Regions from separate parts of the Mus musculus genome. Here region 1 is linked to region 2. The links are chromatin contacts, called in public Hi-C maps. All regions are on one chromosome and are shown on one strand. Each heading gives the region's core, a stretch centred on a gene start, on an enhancer-like site or on the middle of the called end of the contact. The rest is flanking DNA. Distances are from core to core; before and after follow the strand shown.

What was found. A called contact is a pair of places that touch in the nucleus more often than the background predicts.
Region 1: a Hi-C map of bone marrow-derived macrophages shows a contact between it and region 2, with 19 read pairs. The contact joins two enhancer-like sites. A contact is called at or near these places in 3 of 39 promoter capture datasets (cranial neural crest, maxillary cranial neural crest and second pharyngeal arch cranial neural crest), 2 of 484 Hi-C or Micro-C datasets (bone marrow-derived macrophages and nephron progenitors) and 5 of 9 other capture datasets (adipose tissue, embryonic stem cells, embryonic tail and 2 more).

Annotation. Positions count from the first base shown.
Region 1 is chr2:71,836,574-71,841,580 of GRCm38.p6, forward strand. Itga6 (integrin alpha 6) reads left to right here. Exons shown (of 26, transcript NM_008397.4): 12 at 1,695-1,855; 13 at 2,005-2,148; 14 at 3,989-4,104; 15 at 4,213-4,402; 16 at 4,494-4,577; 17 at 4,676-4,755; 18 at 4,906-4,983. Among named protein-coding and RNA genes, the nearest start is that of Pdk1, 34 kb to the right of the region's middle. Within about 2 kb of position 1,483, at least 20 of the 459 cell types and tissues checked have an H3K27ac peak or open chromatin away from gene starts, as enhancers often do. A contact at or near this core is called in bone marrow-derived macrophages, where this site is marked.
Region 2 is chr2:71,498,512-71,503,317 of GRCm38.p6, forward strand. All of the region lies in intron 1 of Metap1d (methionyl aminopeptidase type 1D (mitochondrial)), which reads left to right. Among named protein-coding and RNA genes, the nearest start is that of Dlx1, 29 kb to the right of the region's middle. Within about 2 kb of position 1,585, at least 60 of the 459 cell types and tissues checked have an H3K27ac peak or open chromatin away from gene starts, as enhancers often do. A contact at or near this core is called in bone marrow-derived macrophages, where this site is marked.

The DNA.
Region 1 (5,007 bases), core at 233-2,732, 340 kb after region 2:
CAGGCTTTTGGGTTAAAGTCTGGGTCAAGATCTGAAGAGTAATGGATTAGGGTTTAGTTTGGAGTTGGGGAGGATAGAGAGGAGGAGGAGGAGAGGGGCCAGTGCAGAAGGGGAAGGGCGGTGAGACCTGGCCTCTAAGCCTCTGTATAAAGCAGCCAGCTTTTGTGTGCCAGGTAGAGACTTGGAGCTGTTGATGATGCTGCCCTTTGCTGTAGGGTTCAGAATTTCCGTTCTTACTTTTTGGTTTTTCAAGACAGGGTTTCTCTGTGTTGTAGCCCTGGCTGTCCTGAAACTTACTTTGTAGACCAGGCTGGCCTGGAATTCAGAAATCCACCTGCCTCTGCCTCCCAAGTGCTGGGATTAAAGGCATGCACCACCATGCCCGGCTGCCCTTTCTTAATTTATAAAGAGGACATTAAAACGCACAGTCTCATGGCCAGAAGTATAAATGGCTTGGTTAGTACAATGCTTGCCTAGTATGCACAAAGTCCTGGTCTAATCCCGGCGCTGTGTAAGTAAGTATAAAGCACTGGTTCCATTCTAGCACTGTATGAAGCAGGTGTGATGGTGCATGCTTGTAACTCCAGCACTCGGGACGTGCAGGAAGGAGGAGCAGTTCCAGGCAGCCAGGGCCACGTGAAATTTGTCTCAAACAAACAACAAACACTCAAAAGACATTTCCTTCCCCCTCGCATGAATGGTAGACTATAAGCTTTCTCCATTTTCTTGAGTTTTTCTTGGAGGCTGACTTCTCCTCCCTGTGTACACTCCTGTGCTTTCTTTCCTCTGATGGGTTTAGCAAGTGCTTAATGAATGCAAGTGATTGAAGTATTGGCCCATGAGAAGCATAGTTAGTAGCCCCATCCAGTGACCCAGTGAAGAATGCATTCCAGAGTCCAGAAGTGAGCTCCTGACAGTCCCGATCCTGGCCTGCCTCCACGGAGCAGCTGGCCACCTCTGCTGCAGGCTGGAGACTTGTGTATAAAAGCTGTGTGAGGCTAAACAACTGGCTTCCGGCTACTGAACACATGTCAGCCAGATCTGTCTGTCATCTACCATTCTATCTATTATCTATCTATCTTTTTAATCTGTTTTTTTCAGACAGACTCACACTGTAACTGAAGGTAGCTTTGAGTTCATGGCAGTCCTGTAAAAGAACGCACCCCTTGTTCCCAAGAACTGAGATTACAGGTGTCTCTTCCTGCTCTCAGTGACTTCTATCTTTAATATATGTGTCTCCTTTGATTACCAGTGCTATAATGCAAATACCAGTTCTGCTGTAGGAGCCTGCTTTCTCAGACAACTTTTCAAATAGCAAGGACTCTCCCCCGCCAAGGTCATGACGCATAGGCTGAAAGAGTCCCGGGGCAGGAACATTGGGGATTTCCAGTTATCTTTAGTATTCTTTGAGTTTCAGATATTCAGCCAGAAACTGATGGGTTCCTAGCTGCTGCAGAAGGTTCTAGCTTGTTCTCGAGCGCCCCCAGGTGGTCCAGTGAGAATTTAAAACACTAACAGCACTGGGAAGAACAATTGGATTAAAAACCCCTCTGGTCACCAGAAGGCCCCCTTCCAGGAGATTCTGAGAGGCGAAGGTTCTGGGGCAAGTGCTGTAAAAGAACTCATCTTCTTTGTAGTTCAGGGGGTGTGAAGATGCACTTTAAGTTAACGTGATTTTGTTCATTCCAACCTAGCAATTTTGGGTATTCTCGAAGCTGAAAAAGAAAGAAGAAAGTCAGGGTTGTCATCGAGAGTTCAGTTTCGAAACCAAGGTTCCGAGCCAAAGTATACTCAGGAGCTGACCCTGAATCGGCAGAAGCAGCGGGCGTGCATGGAGGAGACCCTCTGGCTGCAGGTGAGTGTGTGCCAGGGTCGTCTCCACAGGACTCCGGTGTTCTGTGAGACGCTTAGTTTCTGAACAGCACCGTTCATCTCTGCTCTGCCATCGTTTCGGAGGTCCGTTGGCATTTGGGCACACTGACTGTGTCCCTGCCCCCTTTGCAGGAGAACATCAGAGACAAGCTGCGTCCCATCCCCATCACGGCTTCTGTGGAGATCCAGGAGCCCAGCTCTCGCCGGCGGGTGAACTCACTCCCCGAAGTTCTTCCCATCCTGAATTCAAATGAAGCCAAAACGGTCCAGACAGATGTAAGCTGCTTGGCTTCTCTTTTGCCAGTGTTGGATTTTTTTTTTTACAGGCCACTTCCTGTGGCCACATATGGTGACCTTGTGTATGCTTTTAATCCCAGCACTCGGAGGCAGGGGCAGGAGATCTCTGAGTTCACGGTCAGTGTGATTTCCACAGCAAATTCCAGCTCAATCAGGGTTCCAGATCCTGTCTAAGAAAAAAATAATCAACAGAAATACCACTTATTTCTATATTCATAATTGGCCTCTGAGAAGGTGTTTCTCAAGGTAGCAGTGAAGATAACAACCTAAGATGAAATTTAGGGACCAGAGTTTTATTTTCTTCCTTGTTTTCTTCATTGTTTTTAGCCCCTGGTCCTTACTGAGATTATAGCTAGCCAAACCTTCATTCTCCTGTAGTTGACATACTTTATTTTACCACCGAGAACAACACAGTATGATAAATATATATTATTAAAACCAAAGAATAGCAAAACTTAGCAAAGCAAGGAAAAATTCACAATGAAATACTAAAGTGTCTAATGCAGCTCGGGTCATTGTGGGAAGCAAATGTGCATTCTGTGGCCTGCTGGGCATGGCGTAGGATATGGGATCTGTGTGTTAGGACAGAGCGGAAATGAGCCTAGGAAAGTATGACATCTTGATCTGGCATTATTATTGTTATAATTATTGTTGTTATTATTATCTTTTTGTTTTGCTTTTGAGACAGGTTTTCTCTGCATAGCCCTGGCTGTCCTAGAACTTGCCCTGTAGACCAGGTTGGCCTCCAACTCAGAGACCCACCTTCCTCTTCCTCCCCCTGAGTGCTAGATTAAAGGTGTGCGCCCCCACAGCCTGGCTATTATTATTATTATCATCTTGATTACTGTTTTGGTGCTGGAAATTATTCCCAGGGCCTCCCAGGCACTTACCACGTGCTTTGCTCTGACACTGCACATTAGCTGTCAAAATCCAATCAGTGGATAGAGATATGGCTGAGTCGGCAGAGTGCTTTCCTAGTGTGTACAAAACCTTGACTTCAGTCCCCAGCACCATGTAACAATGGCAAGTGCTCCACGCCTGTAGTGCTGACACTTGGGAGGTCGAGACAGGAGCATCTGACAGGCAAGGCCATCTTTGACTATATAGCAACTTTGAGACCTAACTCACACCCCATCTTCATAAAAACTCAAAACAACAACCACCACCACACACACACACACACACACACACACACAATCCAGCTGTTGCTGAATTACCCCTGGCTGTCCTGGAACTTACTTTGTAGACCAGGCTGGCCTCAAACTCAGAAATCTACCTGTCTCTGCCTCCCAAATGCTGGGATTAAAGGCATGTGCCACCACCACCTGGCTATTACTAATTCTTGTGTACATTCCTAGCTCCTGAGCCAAGTTAAACATAACAGGAAAGGAGACCTTGTTCCTAATTGTATTTTCCTCATCTGTACAATGGGCACAGAATGATAGTCCCTCAGACTGTCCTGAAGGTTAAGTGAGTTAAGCTATGTAAATCACTTTAGGTAGCATAAGGTCGTGATACTGCTATAGATCCCCTGAAAGTAAAGTCGTACTGCCCTATATGAGACCAAGCTAGAATGGAAAGTTAAGTGTCTTGTCTAAAGCCACACAGCTAAGCAGGTGTGAGAGGAGGGCTTGGAACTCAGATTCTCTAGCTTGGTGGGGGCTCATGCTCTGCTGCACCCCACCGCCTTGACCTGGTCAAAGTCACTTTGATAGAGCAGGAGCCAAGTGTTTGTCAAAGGAGGGTAGAAGATCATAGGGAAGTGGACTGACTGTGGAGACCTTTGGGAACTCATCTCTCTGCATTTGGTTCCTTACAGGTCCACTTCTTAAAGGAAGGATGTGGAGACGACAATGTCTGTAACAGCAACCTTAAGCTAGAGTATAAATTTGGTACCCGAGAAGGAAATCAAGACAAATTCTCTTACCTTCCAATGTAAGAGTCACAAGCAGAAGTAACAGACCTCTAGGCTTTGGTTACAGAAGTAACTGAACATGGGTTGAGATTGTCTTTGTCTCTCTTTCTTTCTTTTTTTTTTAATAGTCAAAAAGGCATCCCAGAATTAGTCCTAAAAGATCAGAAAGATATAGCTCTGGAAATAACGGTGACCAACAGCCCTTCGGATCCAAGGAATCCCCGGAAAGATGGCGACGATGCCCATGAAGCCAAACTCATCGCCACGTTTCCAGACACTCTGACATATTCCGCTTACAGAGAACTGAGGGCTTTCCCTGTAAGTGTTTTTGAGAAAGCAGCAGGGAGGGAAAGACCGGTGTCACATAGCACGTGAACAAACCGTGACCCCAAGGCCTTTTCTGCCGTAGGAGAAGCAGCTGAGCTGTGTGGCCAACCAGAATGGCTCCCAAGCCGACTGTGAGCTCGGAAATCCTTTCAAGAGAAATTCCAGTGTAGGTGATGCCTCCCCACTGTCTTACTGTTCTGAATGCCAGTGCTGTGCCCAGAGGCCTGGCCATTGGTAACCGCTCTTCCCATATATTTTTTTCAGGTTACTTTCTATCTGATTTTAAGTACAACCGAGGTCACCTTTGACACCACAGATCTGGATATTAATCTGAAGTTGGAAACGTAAGCGTAACTTCAACCTCTCCATTCTTACTTCAGGAGAACCCGAGAGTCGCTGAATTAGCACTGATCTAACTCATAAAAGAAATGTAATTGTAATGAGAAAACTGACTGTTCAAATAAAACCCCATTGTTTCCCCTTTTCATTTTCAGAACAAGCAATCAGGATAATTTGGCTCCAATTACAGCGAAGGCAAAAGTGGTTATTGAATTGCTTTTATCGGTCTCCGGGTAAGTGTTGTGTTTGGCATAACA
Region 2 (4,806 bases), core at 335-2,834:
GTCAGTTGCTGCTCATACAGTTTTTAAAAGGAGGGAGGATGTCGCACCGAGCTAACTTCTGAGGGAGCCTTGCACAGAGTCCTGTTTGCTTTGACCTGGGAACCATTCTTGATCGTTATTATTGAACTTGGGTGCCCAGGCACCCAAGCCATCCTTTCCTCAGAAATGTTCTACATGCGACTGATTTTTTAGTTTGTCTTCTCTAGAGCCAGGGCTCCCGGGCCTGGGTGATGGCGCTGACCTCCATAGACTATTGCCTGTCTTGCCTTCATCAGGCCACTCATTGTATCAGTAATGGCAGCCAACCCTATTTTATTGTTCAGACAACTTGTCCTCACAGACGTGGTCACCTTCGAATATAAGCAGCCAGGATAAAAGTAAGTCTTTCCAATTCTGTCACTCGAAAGTTGGCATATGTCCTTTCCGTCCTATGGGATCTTCATGACTGTAGTCAATAGTTTTATCTACAAATAACTGCAAGGATGGGCCTGTGGGATGTCAGGTAGAATCCTTATTTCCTACAAGTCCTTGTAGCAGTCTCTGTTACACTCAACTCTGTGCTTTCTTTTGGACATTAGGAAAATGAGCTGTTTCTCCCCACACCTGCATACCAACTGGGCCCGTGCCCTCTTTAGAAATGTTTAACAAACACTGTAGCTTTACCATTTAGAGACCGATTCCAAGTGCTGTTAATTAGCTGCCCCCCCCCCCCGCCCCCATGATCCTTCTAGGTTTGTGAAACAGACCGCTCTTCTCTCCACAAGGGCATCTTAGCTTGAGATGCAGGAAGCGGCGGTGGATGGTGTCCATATCCATGACTTCCTGAAGTGGAGAAAAAGTGTGGACGGCATCTGGGGAAGGGGTTTCTTTACCAGCTTGTTTCCTGTAAGTTCAATTGGAAGACCTTGTCTGTGCAAATAGATTTCAAAATAGAGCCTGCCCTTTGACTGTCTCCATAATTACATGGCTCGCTCTGTATTTTATTTGGCAGCCAGAGCAGTTAACCCCTGGAAGGAGGGGGCTGATGGCATGCCCAGCTCGCCTTCCAGACATGTCCATGGGAGTGAATAAGCCACTGTTTGGCAAGGCCCAGAGCTAAAAGCACACTAAAACCGTTCCTAGCTGAGCTGAAACTCTCTGAGAACAGATTTAATCATGTTTATTATGACTGATTAAAAAACTTAACTTTGTCTTCAATGTGTGGCTTGTAGAAAGGTACTAATTGTTTTTAAAAATTGGGAGCCGGGAGAGTTCCTTAGTACTTTGATGTAAGCAGCATCTGTCAACAGGATGAATTTGCTTTTGTTTAGTTCCAAGAGCCCTTGTCCTTCAGCTTTGCCCAATCAGTATCTGCATCAGCCTGGGGCAATCCCTCAATGTTCGTGTATGTGTTTTCCCTTCAACAAATGCACAGGTTATTTCTTGTGAAATATGAGCTTCTCCTCTGCTTTATAGTTGCCTTGAAATGGGAAGGAACCCACCATTTTCCCTCACTTCCCTTTCAAACCAGTACATCCTAGTCCTAGATTGCAAAAGCATCGTAGTGAGTGACTCACGCTGTTTAATTTCTCTTTGGCAACATTTGTACGCGTTATGAAACCTTTCAAGCAGACAGTCGATGTTTTAGGTCAAGAGACTGGAGACGGAGGCCTCTGCAGTGTTCTCTTGGACTTCACGCACATGATGCTCTGTGGGGGCTCCGGCTCCTGCTTGGAGTAATTGGTTGGAGTTCATGAAAGTGCGATCTTTCTGTGGTTCTAAATCCACACTTCAATACGTATTCCTAGGGTAGGGTCTTTGCTAAGCCCACTGGAGGAAGCAACATTTTTGAACATTAAAAACCAAACCCTGTCCGATTACAGACACAAAGTAAGTTGCCTTAAAAAAAAAAAGTTGAAGTTAATGTATTATTTAAACAAATCATTTGGTTAAAATTAAAATTATCAATGGGTGGAAGAGCCACAGTTGAAAATGGATTAGTAAAACATTGTTGTTTTCTGTCTTGGTAATCATAAATCATTTAAATGTGGCAGACAGTCCTCCCTTCATCCAAAATAATTGCCTCCATTTGTAAAATCAATTAGATGTTAATATGCTATAAATAATAGTTTTGTTGCTAGACTTTGGCATTTGCTGATCATTATGAAGAAATATGTTCAACGAGATATTTTACAGGGTGTCTTTTCAATTCTATATTACTGCTGATTGACATTGTTAGCTAATGTAAAGTCATACCAGCCTACCTTATTGTGTTGTTTTCTACCCAGATGTTTGATCCTTCTGAAGGAAGCCCAAATGAGGACTGATGGCCTGCTGCTGCTGGGTGAAAGCCTGTTCTAGGAGTGTATAATGAGAAATGTAGGTGTCGGTAGCCACACTAGAGTACAATCGTACTTTGTTCAGTTTTACAAGTGCTTAAAATAATAAGCACTTTAGAGGTCCCTTTGAAAGTTCACTCAGACTTCCCCTTAAAAATACTTGTTGACCAAAACTCACATTTTCAAGGGTAAAATCAGCTTAATAAAGGGTCATTAGAAAAGATACACATAAAACCCCAGGGCACAGTGGGTGAAATGGAAGCACTTCATTATGTGGTATAGAATGCATGAGCAGATAACAATTAAAATGGACCCTGGGTAAAAGGCCAATGAATACAGGGCAGACTGTGTGCAGCGACATCAGGCGTGGAAGACACAGCCCTCCTCCAGCATGCTGAGTTCTGAAGCTCCACCTTCCAGACCCAATCTATAAAAGGAATTAAAAGGCGAAGTTTAGAAATTGATGTTACCATCAAATATGAAAATACTTAAGCACATACCTAGATTTATATCCCACATGTAAGTTTACAATACGAAGCATGCACAATGGAATCCAGAGGACACAGAGCAATTTCAGGAGACACTGAGCCCGCACAGTGTACAACTCTAATTACCACAGGGGCAAGTGGGCCTAGGTGGTGTTTAGGACGTACCAGTGGGAGCCATCAAAAGCCTCAGACCAGGGGACCCCGAGCAGCAAGGAGTTGCTTGTTGCTAACTTGATCAGGGTGTTGTTACTGCTGATTACCCAGCAGAAAAGCTGTAGGGTTTCCTGCATAGGCAGTAAACCCACACATTGTTATAGACAGTAGAATATTCACTGTTATTGAGGGTGATCATAAAAATGACTTTCAGTGTCACAAAAATTCTATCAGAGTCGAAGCTGTACTCTGAGACTTATAGGCAACTGCTTCTTGCCTGTTAATACAAGCATTCTTGCCCAAAGTGCCATCTTCCATCTCCATCATAATCAAGTCAGTAATAGTTTAAATATTCAAAATTCAGAATTCAAAAATTCTAAGTGCAAAAAGCCAAGCATGGTGGTGCACCCCTTAATCCCAGCACAGGCAGATGTCCCTGAGTTCGAGGCCAGCCTGGTCTACAGAGTGAGCTCCAGGACAGCTAGGACTTCATAGAGAAACCCTGTCTGGGAAACAGAAAAACAAAACACACACACAAAAATTAGAATATAGTAAGCATAGCTCATGATCCCCTCCCTGGCTACCTTGTTCAGGGTGACATCATTATTTTCTCGGGTACCAGGACTTAAACTTATCTATTTCATCTGTGAAAACACTTTTTTTTCCTGGTCAGTAGTGAATAGTTCATGGAATAAATACATAATGGTATTTCAATATCACGTTACTTTGTGATAACATGTATGCGGTACTTTTATTGACCTGAAAGAAAACATTTTACTTCAAATATAATGGTGGACCCTGGAAAGAAAATATTTTACTTCCACTATAAAGGTGAAAGTAGAGTTGCTTAGAATTGTTGTCAGCAGATTGACTGTGCCCAGGCTGGGCTCCCACTGTTTTTAATGTTCGCCTGTCCAGTTGCTGGGGGCAGGGGTGGGGGATGTGCTTGCGTCTTTCTGACAGTGAGCCTGTCATTTGGCAGGATGGATACATTGACCACACTGTTAACCAGAAAGGGAATGCCTCCAAAGCCTTACCCAGGCCTCCCAGTAGAGACCTGATACTTTCATAATTCACGTGTAAGTGCATAGAAAAAAATTCCCCTGTAATGCCTATGTACTTGAACTTGATAATATTGATAAAAATGGCCTCTCTTCTCTAATCAGCCATACCGGAGGGAAAATCCTCTGTGTGATAGAATTGATCTGAGTCTCTATCACTCACCTGTTGTCGGGCTGCAGCATGGCAGTTAAGGAGGTTCTGCTGAGTGAAGAAGGCCAATGCTGAGGCCATCTCTCTTAACTTCTGGGATGAGCTTAGTAAGGCGATGGCGTCGGAAGACTCTGTGGTCTGTTCCCTGCCCCTGCCCTTGCTAGGCAGTTGTTACCCACGCCCCGGTGTCTCCAGCCTGGTTTCCATCCCTCCTGCCAGCTGTTGATCTGCTTAACATCTGCCTCCCTCACAGGACAGGATAGGAGCAGTGTGTTTCCTGGATTTAGGATTTAGCACGGAGAGTGGAGGCATAAACACATTGAGTGTTGAGTGAGAGACTAGACTTGGATGCCCCCAAGGAGGACATGTTAAAGAGCAGGGCAGGCTGGGCGTGGTGGCGCACGCCTTTGATCCCAGAACTCAGGAAGCAGAGGCAGGCAGATTTCTAAGTTCGAGGCCAGCCTGGTCTACAGAGTGAGTTCCAGGACAGCCAGGGCTACATAGAGAAACCGTCTCAAAAAACCAAAAAAAAAAAAAAAAAGAGTGTGTGTGTGTGTGTGGGGGGGGGTATAGAGGGAGAATGAATGATCACTACAGTTTCCAAGTCTGTTGTCTTACCTAACACCTTACCTGAT